Regions from separate parts of the Anser cygnoides genome. Here region 2 is linked to region 1. Evidence: chromatin contacts called from public Hi-C data. All regions are on one chromosome and are shown on one strand. The core of a region is the stretch at or near the end of the contact, and the rest is flanking DNA. Distances in the headings are between cores, read along the strand shown. Region 1 holds the start of FIGN (fidgetin, microtubule severing factor). Region 2 overlaps FIGN (fidgetin, microtubule severing factor).

What was found. A called contact is a pair of places that touch in the nucleus more often than the background predicts.
Region 2: a Hi-C map of liver shows a contact between it and region 1, with 1.8 times the contacts expected there. The contact joins the enhancer-like site here to the promoter of FIGN in region 1. A contact is called at or near these places in 2 of 7 Hi-C or Micro-C datasets (both in liver).

The regions. Positions count from the first base shown.
Region 1 is chr6:23,617,634-23,625,046 of Taihu_goose_T2T_genome, reverse strand. FIGN (fidgetin, microtubule severing factor) reads right to left here and starts at 4,213. Exons shown (of 2, transcript XM_013171345.3): 1 at 3,710-4,213.
Region 2 is chr6:23,703,284-23,710,045 of Taihu_goose_T2T_genome, reverse strand. The region is part of intron 1 of FIGN (fidgetin, microtubule severing factor); the gene reads right to left. Among named protein-coding and RNA genes, the nearest start is that of FIGN, 86 kb to the right of the region's middle. Within about 2 kb of position 4,800, at least 3 of the 3 cell types and tissues checked have open chromatin away from gene starts, as enhancers often do. A contact at or near this core is called in liver, where this site is marked.

The DNA.
Region 1 (7,413 bases), core at 2,964-5,463:
CAAAATGAAAAACTTTTCTAAAAAGTTGCTAAACAACTAAAATGACTGAAAATAAGCACAGACGAGGGAAAAGATCAGGTTAGACTTTGTTTTGGTCTTTTCTGTCTCGAAACCTTGCTTTATATTCAATTTGAAATACGCTGCTTCTCTTGAGAATGAAAGTACAGTTCACATGTCAAAAATGGAAACAAAAAGAGGATGAGGAGGGGAAGACACACTTAGCAGGACTCTTAACATGTTTTAAGCTGTGCAAACAGATGTCTCCAAACATACCCTCATTTGCAATAAACGTTACTTTGGCAGTAAACAAAACTTTGCTTCATGCGGAGGAGAGGTGAAACCGAGATTAAAAATACAGGAGGAGAAACAAGACTGAGATGAGAGGGAAAAAAAGATATCTGAGATTGCCTCCTCAAACTGAATGCTATAAATACCATCTCAAAAAACAACTATGGAAAAAGGCTCAATTAGAAAGCAACAGATGTATTCCTGAGCAAGAAAATATCCCTGATGAAATAATGCACAAGCATACAGAAAGGATCTTTAAAACTACGAACACAGATGCATGCATGGCAAAGGTAAAGTTTCAACGTGAAAATAAAAATTAGGTGGAAGATCCGATACCTCCTTGGTTTACCAGCTCTGTATCACAGATACTTGATGATTTTGTCACGCCCTGAGAGGAGTCATTTTTAAGTGCAAATCGGTCCTACTCTCTCCAGCTTTTTCAATTTTATAAATTTGGGATCAAAAACATCAAAGCAGCTTCCACTTCAGACCTAACTTTTAGAGGATCAATGTGACAAGTCATTGCTTGATAGATGTTTCTCTTGATAAACGACTTGTTCAAAAGAGACATTGTAGCTTTCATTTCCTGACCACAACACACTTTTAATTTGCAACAGCAGAGCTGCTGGAGTGTGACTAGTTCCCACTTTCCAGCCGTTCAGGATTGTGGCACTGTCAGGCCACATACATGGGCAAAACAAAAACTCAGGCAGAGGTGCATCCCCAGCAAGAATTGCAGCGAAACTTTTCCTCAGAAAAGAGCCCCGTTACGTTTGATTTCTCTAAAGAGTGGGCTTTGAACCCCCCTCCCCACCACCTCCAACCCTTAACATTTTAGGGAATGCGGAGGGAAGAGAGGAGAAACCATATCTGGCAATATGTACTTAAGTGCCATAGTATACATACCGCTGCCTGATACTACCGTGTTTATTACACGTATATATATTACCGCTACTGTAATTATTATTATTATCTGGGAATCGCATTTAACAGTCCAAACCGTCCACACCATCCAATTTCAGCTCTCAGCATACTGTCCGATTCCCGATTTAAAATTTATAAATGTAATATCCTCCTCATCACAAGCAGCAGTCCAATCTGCTCTGAATATATATTACAGCTTTAACATCACAGAGGGAAATCTCCCATCTGGCAATCACATTCGCTCCAACAGCTCTAGGAAGAAAAAAAAAAAAAAATGTTCCGCTCTCGCTCGCTCGCTCTCCTCCTTAAAACATTTCTCAGGGCAAATTATGTGCATCTAAAATAAACAGTCGCCTTATTGATCGCTTCAAAGTCAACAAGTTCTAAATGCAAAATGCAATCAGATCATTCCCATTGTATAGCACCCGGGATATGTTTAGCAATATAGTCACCTACAACACCAAAATAGGAGTGTATATTGTGCAACTGCTCTCTCAATCTCTTTCTTGCATTCAGATATGTTATTACGAGAGATCATCAGCCACACACGCCAGACCTCCCCTTATCCCAAACCACACACACACACACACACACACACACACACACGCACACGCTCTCTCTCTCCTAGGGTCTCTCTCCATCCTTATTTGTTGCTACCACACGCTATTAAAAGTGAACGTACCCCCTTTTTGGTTGCACAAAACAGACTAATAGTCGCTTCTGTTGTTAGTTCTTTAGCCTTAATTGCATACCTTGAGGTGCATCTCCTGCACCACTAGGAGACCTATTGAAATTCCCCATGCTCCATTTTATCTGACTTTTTTGGAGGAGGGGGCGGCGTGGGGGACTGGAGAGTGACCGTTAAAATGAAGCCAGTTTCAGCACCTGATTATTTCATTCTGCTACACGTTGAGAACAGAGCAGTGGGAACCAGACACTTGTAAACTGAGCATGAAATAGCACTTATTAAACAGAACTAAACAGTCAGCCACAACACTGGTTTTGTTTGTTTACATGCAAAACATTACCCCCACCCCACAACAGTTAAAACCTCTAGCAGATGAATACGCTGAAAGTAAAAGAGGGAAAAGCGGACGGAGTTCGAGTAAATAATCCAAAAAAATCATTAGTTTGCAAAAGGAAAAGATGCATTTCAGGCATGTATGCATGACTATGTAGACATATAGGTGCATATATTCATAGCTACGCAATCTCCCCTTCTCCAGTCACCGAGTTTTACTAATTTACATACCATTGGAGTTCAGTGGTGTATACAGTGCACTGCTAGTAACATGCAACTTTAGGTTTTACAACTGAGATCAATACAATAGACAAAACTAATGCTATAATCAAAGCAGAAATGATAAACAAATGATAGCAAGAGAAAAAAAATGCTTATATATACACGAGTGAAAATATACTATTAAACATTAGGTATTTATTACAAAATATTTGCATGCAGAGTCCTCAGTGCGTTATCATGCCATTTAAATTTGTCTTTGCTATTTAGATGCAAAGGAAGTAGATCCCAAAACGGACATACCATAAACACTGGTGCTACTGATCATTTCTTGCTGGCAGCACAAAAAGCTGAATTGGATTTTTCACAAGCAGGAATTCCAAAGGTTGCTTTTCATTAAAGCCACTTTTCCTCTCAGCTATCAAATGTCACTGCCTTGAAACGTGGGCCCTTTCGTCAGGTATTCATTTAACCTACATGCATATAATTAAGTGGGAAAGCAACATCAACAAAAAGGGGATCTCAGATCACAAGAGAAGAAAGAAAGGGGGAAAAAAAAGCACATGACCAGGAATGCAAGTCCATGTCAATTTCACTCACTCCCATTGAAACTAACAAGAGCTCCAGGGAGGATAGTAATAGGATCAGTGGATTGTATATACCATTAAATTATACATCTTTCTCTCCCTTCCGAGCCAACAATACGCCCACCACGCTGTACCCCCTCCAAGATGATGTGCTTACATTTTACTGCAACAGCTCCTCTGACATATCCGTGCCCCCCCAGCCGAGACACAGCAATTTAAACCCAACTTTTGTTTTGCGAGCTTCTTATTTGCACTTATTTGCTCCGAAGTTAGTTGTCTCAAAGTCCAGCCCCGCCGTACCGGCAGTTTATTATTTTTAATGCAACTTGAAAATAAATCCAATTAGGAGGAGGAGGTGGGGAGGGAGCTTGCGATCGCCAACTCTTAATCTGCCTACTATTGTTGGCAATGACCAAGGAGGAAAAACCATGCACTGCGATTGTATAGCTGGACTTTCCAGACTACGATTAGGAAAGCAGAGCGGAGTATTTAACATCAAAAAACGACCGCGAATTAGACAAAATACTTCGGGCACGAGCGGGCGCTTAAAAAATACACGGCTGTCTCGGAGAGCTTTGAGATTAAATAAAATTTAAACCGGTGGTAGGAACACCGAAAAAAAAAAAAAAAGAGAGAGAGAGAGAGAGAGGAGAGGGAGAGATCCTCTTACCTGGAGATTTGGTACGAGCACCCGATAGGTTAGAGTAGCATCGATCCGATGTGTTTGCTGATGAATGGGGGCTCGGGTTAAGTGAAGGTGCCTATGATTTGAAATCATTCCAAGTTTTTGAAGGGAAGACTGACTGCAGCCTCTGCCATGTTGGAATTTCAAACCCAAAACAGCTGCTTTGCAAGGAGCCAGCATGCCAGCAGCTGGACGCCTGCGCAGAGCGCCGCCGAGCCAAATTCAAATCACTTTCACGCGAAGAGCCAAAGATCAGTTTTCAAAGGGGGAGCGGCGCGGGGGGTGGGGGCGCTCCGCGGTCCTGCGCGCCGGGGCCGCTGCTTCCCGCGGGGGGCTGCGGGACGGCCGCGCCGCGGCCTCGCTCCCGCTCCCCGCGGCGGCGGGACGGGGGCTGCGGGCTGCCGGCTGCGGCGGGGCTCCCTCCGGGTGCGGCGGAGCTCGGCGGCCCGGGGGAGGGCCGGGGCCTAGCGGTGGCCCGCGGCCGCGGGGCAGGGAGCCAGCGGCGGAGGTCGCCCGTCCGCCCCGCCGCGGCCGCCTCGGGCCGGGGCCGGAGCCGGGGGGGAGCCCGGCCCGGCCTGCGCGGCTCCCCCCCCCGCCCCGCCGCCCGGCCTCTGCGCCTCGGAGCCGGGTGTCGCTGGCCGCCGCCGCCTCCCGCCCGAGGAAAATGGCCGGGGCGAGGTACCCCGGCGCCGGCGGGCTGGTCCCGGCCGGGGCGGCGGCGAGCGCCACGCGGGCTCGCACCGTCTCCGCGCTTCTGCCCGGGAGATCCGGCGGCTGCCCGCGGGGGCTCGGCGGCGAGCGGCCGCGGCGAGACGTTCCCGGTAGCCGGCAATGGCTGAGGGACCCCGGCAGCCACACCTCCCTCTGCCCGCGCGGCCCCGGCCCCGGCTCCGGCTCCGGCTCGGCGGGGGAAGCCGCCCCGGCCCGCAGCTGCCGGGGACTCCCCTCGCCTGAGAGGAATTCCCCGGGGGGCTCTTAGACGGGGCTCCCCAGCCTCGTCGTGCCGGTAGGGAAGGCGTGAAGTGGCCACGCAGCACGAATCGGGCCCTCCCTCTCACACACCGGCTGTGCTCTCTGGCAAACGGGTCTTCCTACGGCTCACCCCGCCGAGGCCCAACGCTGGGCCCACTACATGGGGGCACCCTGCCCAGCCGGGGCACCCCGCCACCCATACACACGGCCGTGACTGCATCAGTCGGAAGGGGGGTGAGGGCTGCACTCGAGGCTCACCGCATTCCTGGCTTCACACCCCAAGCGGCTTTCAGGGCGTTTTTACCTCTTCATGTAACGAGGGGCCACGCCACGCTGTCTGGGTGCTGTAAGTGGGCTCTGGGTTGCGGTGCTCCCGGAGCCTCACTGCCTCTCCTCTTGGTCCTGCTGAGGCGTTACGGATGCCTGGGAGGGGTGTCTGTCCATCCTGGATGTGGAAGAGCTGTATTACATTTTCTTAGGAAGACACGCTAGGAGTATGTGTTGTGGAGGAGGCAGAGGAGACCAGTTGCAGGGGATTAGCATCTGGAGGAAGGGGAATGGGCTGGTTTTCTTGAAAGTAATACAGTAGGCCTAAACAAAGCTCAGTAGTTGCCAGTAGAAGCTGCTGTGACCTGTCTCAGCCAATCCCTATTCTACCAGGTAACATAAGAGGAAAACTGAGCAGGAAGCCCTGATTCATGTGGTCCATGAAGCTATTCAGTCAAGTCAAAATGATTTTCAATAGCTGAAGACTCTTCTGGGAGACCAGGACTCCCCAGGTGACAAATCTGTGCCTAGAGATTGGAAATGAAAGGACATAGCAACATAGCTAGACAAACTTCTGCTTATTGAGGATACTGAAGATGTTCCTGGCTCACATGGGATATCACTGGGGTTGCTCCATGATGAAAGTGTTGCTAGTGCAATGACAAGGTGTCCTGAAGCAAGGAGATGCTTCTAGAGTGGTACAGTTTATACTGTTGAAACTGCTTTTGCTTCCCATTATCTCCCAGCCAAAACAAGACATACATGTGAAAACACAATTCAACTGAGTATTGGCATATATAGAGGTATGCTTAGAACGTGCAGCTTTGACCAACATAGCGATAGTAACAGAAGTCTATAGAAATCACTTTTAGGCATCCTCCGAGAGCAGCCAGCAGACAAGAACCCACACAACATCCAACGTGGCCCTGTCTGCAGTGTGCTGTTCAGACAGCTTTCCCCTGCCCTTCGCAGCAGGTAGCTACAAGCAGCAGGCCCTCGGTCTGGAGCAACCTGTTACCAGTGCAGCTGGCCATCCATCCTCCCTTGTGCAACAGCTTGTGGCTATTAAGTGGCAGCTTTGGCATCAACACAAGGAAGTAACAGTTCCAAATGCAGGTAATGCATCAGCAGCTTCTGGTGTTCACTCATTTGACCAAAGTACACGTATTATACTTTGTAGTCTCTGATGCTGAAATCTGCCGCGCAGCATATTGCTGTTGCCAGCACCGAAAATAAGAAGTCACAATCCCAAGGTCATGAGATTGGGCTAAAAATCAGACCATTAAACATAAAAATGATTCCTTTTGTCTTTGCTCTTTTATACATTAGGGTTTCTTTTCCCATTTTTCCCCCAAACCATGACATTGTATACTTTTTTCCTCAATTGAAAGATGAGTTTTTTACACAATTACAGAGCTCCACAACTTGTAGTTGTATGAAAACAACAGCAACTATCATAAGGCATAGGGTGTCAAAATTATTAGATGAGCACCAGTGCTTTTGAAATTTTCTCACCAGTGAAGAATACATTTATCAATCTTGGTATTGCATTAACCTCAGTATTTTCATTTTATATACCTATATTTTTCTTCCCTTAAGGCTTCTCATGCCACATTAAAATAGCCGGAGTTGAAACAATAGCCATGCAGTATATGTTTGTATGGGTTGACATTCATCTCTGTGCAGAAGGTCAGCATAAGGCTGACGTACCACATTAAGTCCTTATTTTGAGCTCTGAATTAGACTGAAGTGAAGGCCTTGTTCAGCTCATCGGTACATGGATGAATTCTACTCTTTGTTTAAAATGCCACCAAATAGTCCTTATCCTTTTGAAAGGGAAATTCTCACAGACTTTCAAACTGGGAATGTTACTTTGAGCCTATTTCAAGATCCAGGTGAAACGTTCACAATGAAATTCAAAACCACATGAAACTTGCCTGGCTTCGGGTTTTGTTACAAACTCCAAACTCAGACCAGGCTCCTTGAAAGGTTCACATACCTTTTCAGCAAATCTAGATTAATAACATTGAAACAATTTGAATTGTGAAAACAAAACAAAATAACCAAAAATCCCAGAAAAAAAAAGAACAACATCTAACAATGCTACCACATCAGTTCTCCCAGCGATGCTGATGTGATGCATGCATTGCAGCTACTACTTAGTATATCTTGTAAAGGTTTTTAAGAGCTATAATGTAAATAGCGGTGTTCTGTGAAATAGTCTTTACATTAAGTACATGGATTTTGTTTGTATATGAGAGTAAGTTTTCCAAGTTCAACAGGGTCTGTGTTCCCCTCATGCACTGGCAGTGCAGACTCAGGGCTGGGTCTCCCACCTGCTTTGCTCCCTCTGTGCTGGGGAATCCCTTCATTCTGCCACTGCTGGACTTCATGGGACAAATGTAGCTATAATTGTCTGCCAGGATGAGCTGCAATAAATGACCCACAAG
Region 2 (6,762 bases), core at 3,551-6,050, 84 kb before region 1:
AGTAATTCTTCTCCTGTTGTGGTCTCTCTTATTTCTGCCCTGTTCATTCCTGCAGTGTTTTAGGCCCTATCTAACACAAATCTGCAGGTTCACTTGTAAACCTGCTGAAGAAGGTTCTTTACTTTAGGCATGTGGTTAAACGTGCTCTGAGCAACTGCTTAATGCTCTGTTGAAAAGGGGTAGACTGCTCCAAGGGTGAGCAAGCAGATGAGATATTTCTGATAACTGTCCATAACAGATTTGTAGGGACATACTCTTGCAAGCAAGGAACAAGTCCAAAACCTCAGCTCTGAGTAGCACCAAGCCTCTTCCCTCTAGACCTGTAAGCTGACTTGAACTTCATCACTTCAAATTGCTTACACATTTAGCCAAAGACTCCAAAAACTGTCCCTACCAACTGAACACTTTTTCAGCTGTCTCCAGTTATTGAAGACACTGTATTTACACAATGGAACATAATGATTTTAGCCTACAGATCGCTTCTTGTGGACACGCAGAGATCAGCTCTGCCAAAATAGGTATTGACTTAAATGGGCACTTCACTGGAACACGTCAGGACTTTCAAAACTCGTACTTCACTGAGAGCTGAAGGTATCACTACCTTTAGGATCAGGCCCTAAATCCACATTTGAAAGTCCTTCTTAAGCATGGGAAAGTTGAATAAATGAGTCATTCTATAACCGCTGCTCAAGATGTAGGACACACAACTCCCTGGTTTTATTCTAAATCTGATAATATTTTGTAAGACTATGTACTGTCATGTGTCCCATAATAATAAAAATTAATTCAAGATAAAACATTTCTTTTACACTCCATTTTTTATTAATAAGCATAATTTCAGCTATTTGAAGATAGTGCAACTGATCTCTCTTAATTGGAAACAGGAGGGATTTTGAAGAGTGGATTGAGCTAATTATGTTTTGCAGAGGAAAAAAAAAAAGAGAGAGAGAGAAAGAAAATGATTCCCACATTTATTTTCTAATTACTCAGTGAAGACCTCTGCTCCAGTCCGTGAGGATCTCCTTTGACGTCAAAGGATTTGGTGGGAGGATGAGCCTACAACTGAGCTGCCCAGACATACGGGGCCAGCTTTGGAAGCTTTTTTCATTAAACGACAGCCACAAACCCATGAAACAGACCTGGAAAGTGCTCTCAGCATTTTCTTAGTGGGGGTCTGGTCTTCTTCTTATTATATACAGCCTATGCACACCACACGCATCAGCTGGAGTAAGCTGTTGGCAGGGTGTTTACAGTACGATTCCCATCTAGCAGGGATAGTGAAAACATTTCAATCTTTAAAACAAAACACTTAAATCACGAGTAATATTGAGGATCACATATATGTCAACAGCACTTAAAGATAAAAGCAGTAACAAAAACGCAACATATTTTAGGAGAGCTTGGAACCAGTAAAAAGCATAACTCTAGACTTGGAGTCTCAAACGAATACATCCCAATTATCTGATTTAAATACCGTCAATGATTATTCCTTTTAAATCACACTTTCGCACCTCAGGACAGCAAATTACAATACATCCGCAGCAAATGAGTTCTCTCCGTCCAAGTCCCCTCCCTGCCATTTACATAAAGCAGTGCCTTTGATAATCACAAAGCCATTTCTGGCTAAACATCCTTTAGCAGATCCATCAGCTTCTAAAGACTTATGAAACAGAAATAAGGAGAATGAATAGTCAAGCAAGCAAAGGCTAACTGTCATATTTTGCCAGCAGAAGCAGGTTTGATCTATCGGCCAGCCAAGCAGCAGCCCACAGACACAGATGACATGGACAGGAGCTATTACATAAACACCCCACAGGACTTCCCAGAATGCTGCCCACCTCAGCGGTATCGGTTTCTCTGTGGCAGCAGTCCGTAAGCACAAAAACATTCTCAGTTCTGTGCCCCGTCTTTACAGCATAATCACATTGATGCACTATCATCGCATACCACAAGTAAAAACATTTATGCAGGTCTGTGTCACAGCCATTCTATATGCAGAATTGGTCTCATTTGTGATTAATTGCAGTTTATCTTTAAAATATTTTACTATTATTCATTTGTTGATGACACTTTCCTATACCAACTAGAAAACACACTAAGGAAGACAATAATTGGAGTGAGTTTTCATTTCACCTACTATTAATGCTTCCACTTCCTAGGCTTTATATTTTTAAGCTGTTCCCTTCAAGTACCTCTGAACATACCATGCTTTTAAAGGTCCTAGCATATTTTGTCATTGCCAAACAAATAAGGCAATAATAATTTCTGAGACAATACTCAGAAGAACAGTAATTGCAAACGAAAGTAAGCATAACTTAAACTAACAAAAAAAACAATCACCTACTTTTTATAGCAGAACACACTTACAGGTATAGTGTATTTTGCATGGATGTAATATACCATGCAATCTGCAATTTATGCCTATATAAACACGTCCATCAGTATAACTACTGCACGATAACTGTAGTGATTCTGAGAATTAAAATATTTACAGCGTAAAATATAGTCATAAATAAATAGAGTTTGGCCACTTAGCACAAGTATTTATATATATTTCTAAAACCAGAATAGCTTAGACCTGGAGCATGATTCTGCTCTCACTGAAGTGCTTACTTCAAGTCTCCAGTAAATCTAACTGAAGTACAGAAGTAAGCAAAATAATACTCTTTTTTTTTTTTTTTTTTTTTTGAAGAAGAAAGCAACAGAAATAGCCTTTTCTTTGGTACCCCTTTCAGAGCCTGAGTTTGGGGCACGATTTCCTTGAAAGAGCATAACACAGACCCTTAAAAGAGGAGCAGATAAAATACACTCCCTGCTTTGCTGTATATTTCATGTAATCTACTGCAGCAGGTGAAATACAGAATGCTGAACTTGTTTTTTAGGAAGTAAATGAGAGGCAAAGAGGCAAAAGGAAATAATTTCCAGCACTAGGGAGGGACCATCACATGGAACATTCAGATCCTGAACTAAACTGTTCTGGGAAAAAAAATATTAGTATCTGAAAATGGTAATTTTCAAATATTCAAATCTATAATTTTTCATTTTCTGTTATTAATTGTGATTCAGAAAATTCTTTCATTTTACAGAATTGTTTTCATTCATACTTAGAACTATTGCTTGCTTTCTCACTGTAAGTAAAGCATTTTAAAAACCTTTTTTTCATGTATCTTAAATCCATTACGACAATTTCCTTCTTACGCTCACTTCCTTTTGTCAAATGAAGATCATCGGGACATACCACACGTCCATAGGGACAGTGGAGCTAATGAATATGTATGTTTTATGTCACAACACAGCACTCCCCTTGTTCTGCAGTATCGACCTTCTCTTATGTGAGTAAATAACAGGTGAGCACTTGTGCATGAGGATAAATGGGGTTAAAACTACCATAAAGGGACATACTTTATTTGAACAAACTGGGTGCACAATAAATAGAGATTTAGGTGATGCTGAATTATTTTTTATGTCATGCCATTCCAAAACGTTAGAAAATAGTCTTGCTCTAAAACACACGAACAAGTTTCATAACAAAAGTTATTTAAAATATATTTCCATCCAATTAACAGCAGCAGCACTCTGTATAAATCTCTATTTATTCCATGACATTATATCTTTCAATTTATTTTTCAATCACCATGCTTTAAGAATATATCTATATATCTATATATATATATACATATATATATATATGTATTTATTTCCTAGCTTTATATAGCCAGGCAAGGTTAATTTCAGAGATTTATACAGCCAGGTCTATTCTCACAAATATGAAGGCAAAGATCAATTTCAGGAAGTTTCAAATAACCGTAGTCAGGTTTGACCCAATATGCCTAACTAACTAGAGTAAAAACGCCAATTTATATGGGCCAACAGCACGATGCTCAGCCTGTAACCAGGAATACTGCTTTCCTTTTAAGGTGCTTATTCCAAAACCTATCAGCACAGGAAAGGTATGAACAGTTGCTTTACTGAGATTAGAGTACCTCTGCTAATTAGCTAAATGAGAACAAATACTGATTAAATGTATATATAGAAGTAATCTGATACTTGAGAAAAAAAAATCCCTCTTAAGATGACTCCAGAGTGTACAAAGCCTTTGCAAAATTTGTTTGTTATTTATGCATTTTGCTTTTTGGCAATCTGCACATTAATTTTTAATGAAATAGTAAAGAGATGTTGCGTCTCACACTTCAATAAAAATATTCTATAGCCAGGACTGGGTGACATAGTGCATTAATTCAGTGTCCTTCACTCCTGGGACCTGCGTATAATTTAGTCCAGCCTGAAGAAAATAACTTTGATCTGAAGGCTGTGGAAAAAGCTACATATGAAATGAGTTTTGGTGGGTTTAGTGTTGTTTCTTATATACAAGACGACATATGAAGATAAACTGCTTTAGCACGCTCCTGACGTGGCCCGGGATTAGGAGCGGAGAGCTCTCAGCAGAGCTCCACCACGCGCTCTCTCCCATCCCCGCTGCCCCAGACACAACCACACACATTTCTTTCCACTGTAAGCAGCGCAGAGCGGCGAGAGCTGGCGTTCACCGTCTTCCCAAAACGCAGTAGTACCCCGCGTGAAAGGACTGTATTATCAAGCTATGTACTCACTCTGTCTCTCCGCTAAAAAACAACAACAAAACCAACGTATGTATTTCAACATGCGAGATGACTTTGCAAGAAGGGCTGATGTTATCCCAGGGAACCTGAGATTTCCTCCCCAAGCCAGGGAACACCTTAGCCAAGTCATCAGGACTGTACTAATCATGCTCACAGGGAAAACTGAGCTCCGGCACGGCTCCTGCCTAGGCTTGGCTGTGCATGCAGCTGACCCTTCCTTTCCTTCCTGCTCCCCCCAAAGCAGAGAAACAAGATTAAAAGCAGAAGCATAACCAAAGACCTGACATTCTAGAAACACTAAGCTAAGCTAAATCTTTTTCCCACTTAAACCTTTCAATTATTGTATTCCACAAATTCCGAAGATTCTTTCTCGCTCATTCAGTAAAATGTATCTGATTTAGCTACTGAAAAAATGGAATATAACTTTTTTTTTTTTCACGCTCTTAGTTTAGGACTGACTCTACTGTTTCCTGAGCATTTGAAAGGAACTAAAGGAACTATGTAGATTGTTTAGTTAGCTTGACAAATTATCCAGGGAAGGGAGAGAGAAGGAACAAGGAATTTTCTATAGACAAATATAGAAATATCTCTATGGATATACCTTTATATATTTTACACACATGTGCATAAGTGAGAGAATGCCTTAGCTAAGAAATTTCACTCTGTGTATGCTGATATTTTCACCTTTTTACTGGAGAGAGTGGGAGGGAAAAGCAACTAATGTCTCGTGATATGTTGGTTTTCCTTTCTCAAAAAGAGCAAAGTTCATCCTGCAACAGGAAAAGTTGAGCCAGGTCTTGAAACACACCGTATGTCACAGAGTGCACATGCGTTTCAAGGAGTAGAATAGAATAATGCTCTGGCTTTAAAAACAGAAAGAAATGATAGAACTTAGCTGATAAAACGTCACATTCCTCTGCAGCTATCACACAAATTCAGCCTTTTCTGTAAACAGCCTTTAAGAGAACAAAAATCTAAGCCTTGCAATGATGATATCAATAACTGGCTGAACCCCACTGATAGCTTAAATAACAATAAACTGTGTTATTTTTCTGTAATTTTGTCCATATTGTAATGGTATAGGTAGTGACCGAATGATGAAATAGTTTTAAAACTTGCTTCAGGGTACAGAAGTCAAGCTCTGCTGATTAGCATCTCAAAGCTCACTACAGGCACACATTTGTATAGCTGAATAATGACACTTGCGTTTGTATGATTTAAAGAAAAAAACAAAACAACAACAACAAAACCACAACACTATTTTACTTGATGTTTTATGATGCACACTGATGGAAGTCCCTTCACAAAATATACGGGATGTCACAGCTAACTGTAAGAATCTCAAAGTGAAGGTAGAAAGGTAACATCACAAAAAAAGCCAAAAGGTTTTTGGTGTCAATATTTGATGCCCAGCTTACAAGGTTCATGAGTTTCTCCTGTCACTTATCTGGTTTAAAGCCACAAGAACCACTGAAGTTGATAATTTATTGTGAAGGAGGTAAATGTGCCCCCCTTTTTACCTTTTTTTTTTTTTTTTTGGCAACAATTAATAAGCAGCAGATTATGCAAATAATATTTAGTCCAGCATTTGGATTTTGTGTAATGTTTAATAAAAAAAAATCAAAGAAAATATACATAAATGCACATGTAGTTATATTTCATTAAACTATAGACAGAGAGTTCTGGTATTTGCTGCACTAGCTCAGTTTCTAATTTATTTCCTTTGTCTAATAAGGTGGCTTTGAATCTTTATTGAATTTGAACCTTTCTAAAATTTGCTGTCAACTGAATGGACATAATTCTGAGTTCAATCACACTCGAGACAGCAGCACCACATCTTCTATTTGCATTCCTCTTTTGTAATTTCTCAACTCATATCTTATTACAAGATTTTAGTTACAAAACTCTCCATCCAATTTTATGTTGAACAATATTATAAAAGTGCATCCACATGAATTTAGTATAAAAATGATATACACTATCATCAGGAACACTACAATTATGCTAAATATTAAACAACTATCAACTTAAATTCTTTTATTTTTCTTTTTTTTTTCTTTTTTTTTTTTTAATTAACATTTCTCATTTCATCCAGAATGTGTAAATACACAGGAAGGACTTAAAGAAAGGTTATAATTATTAC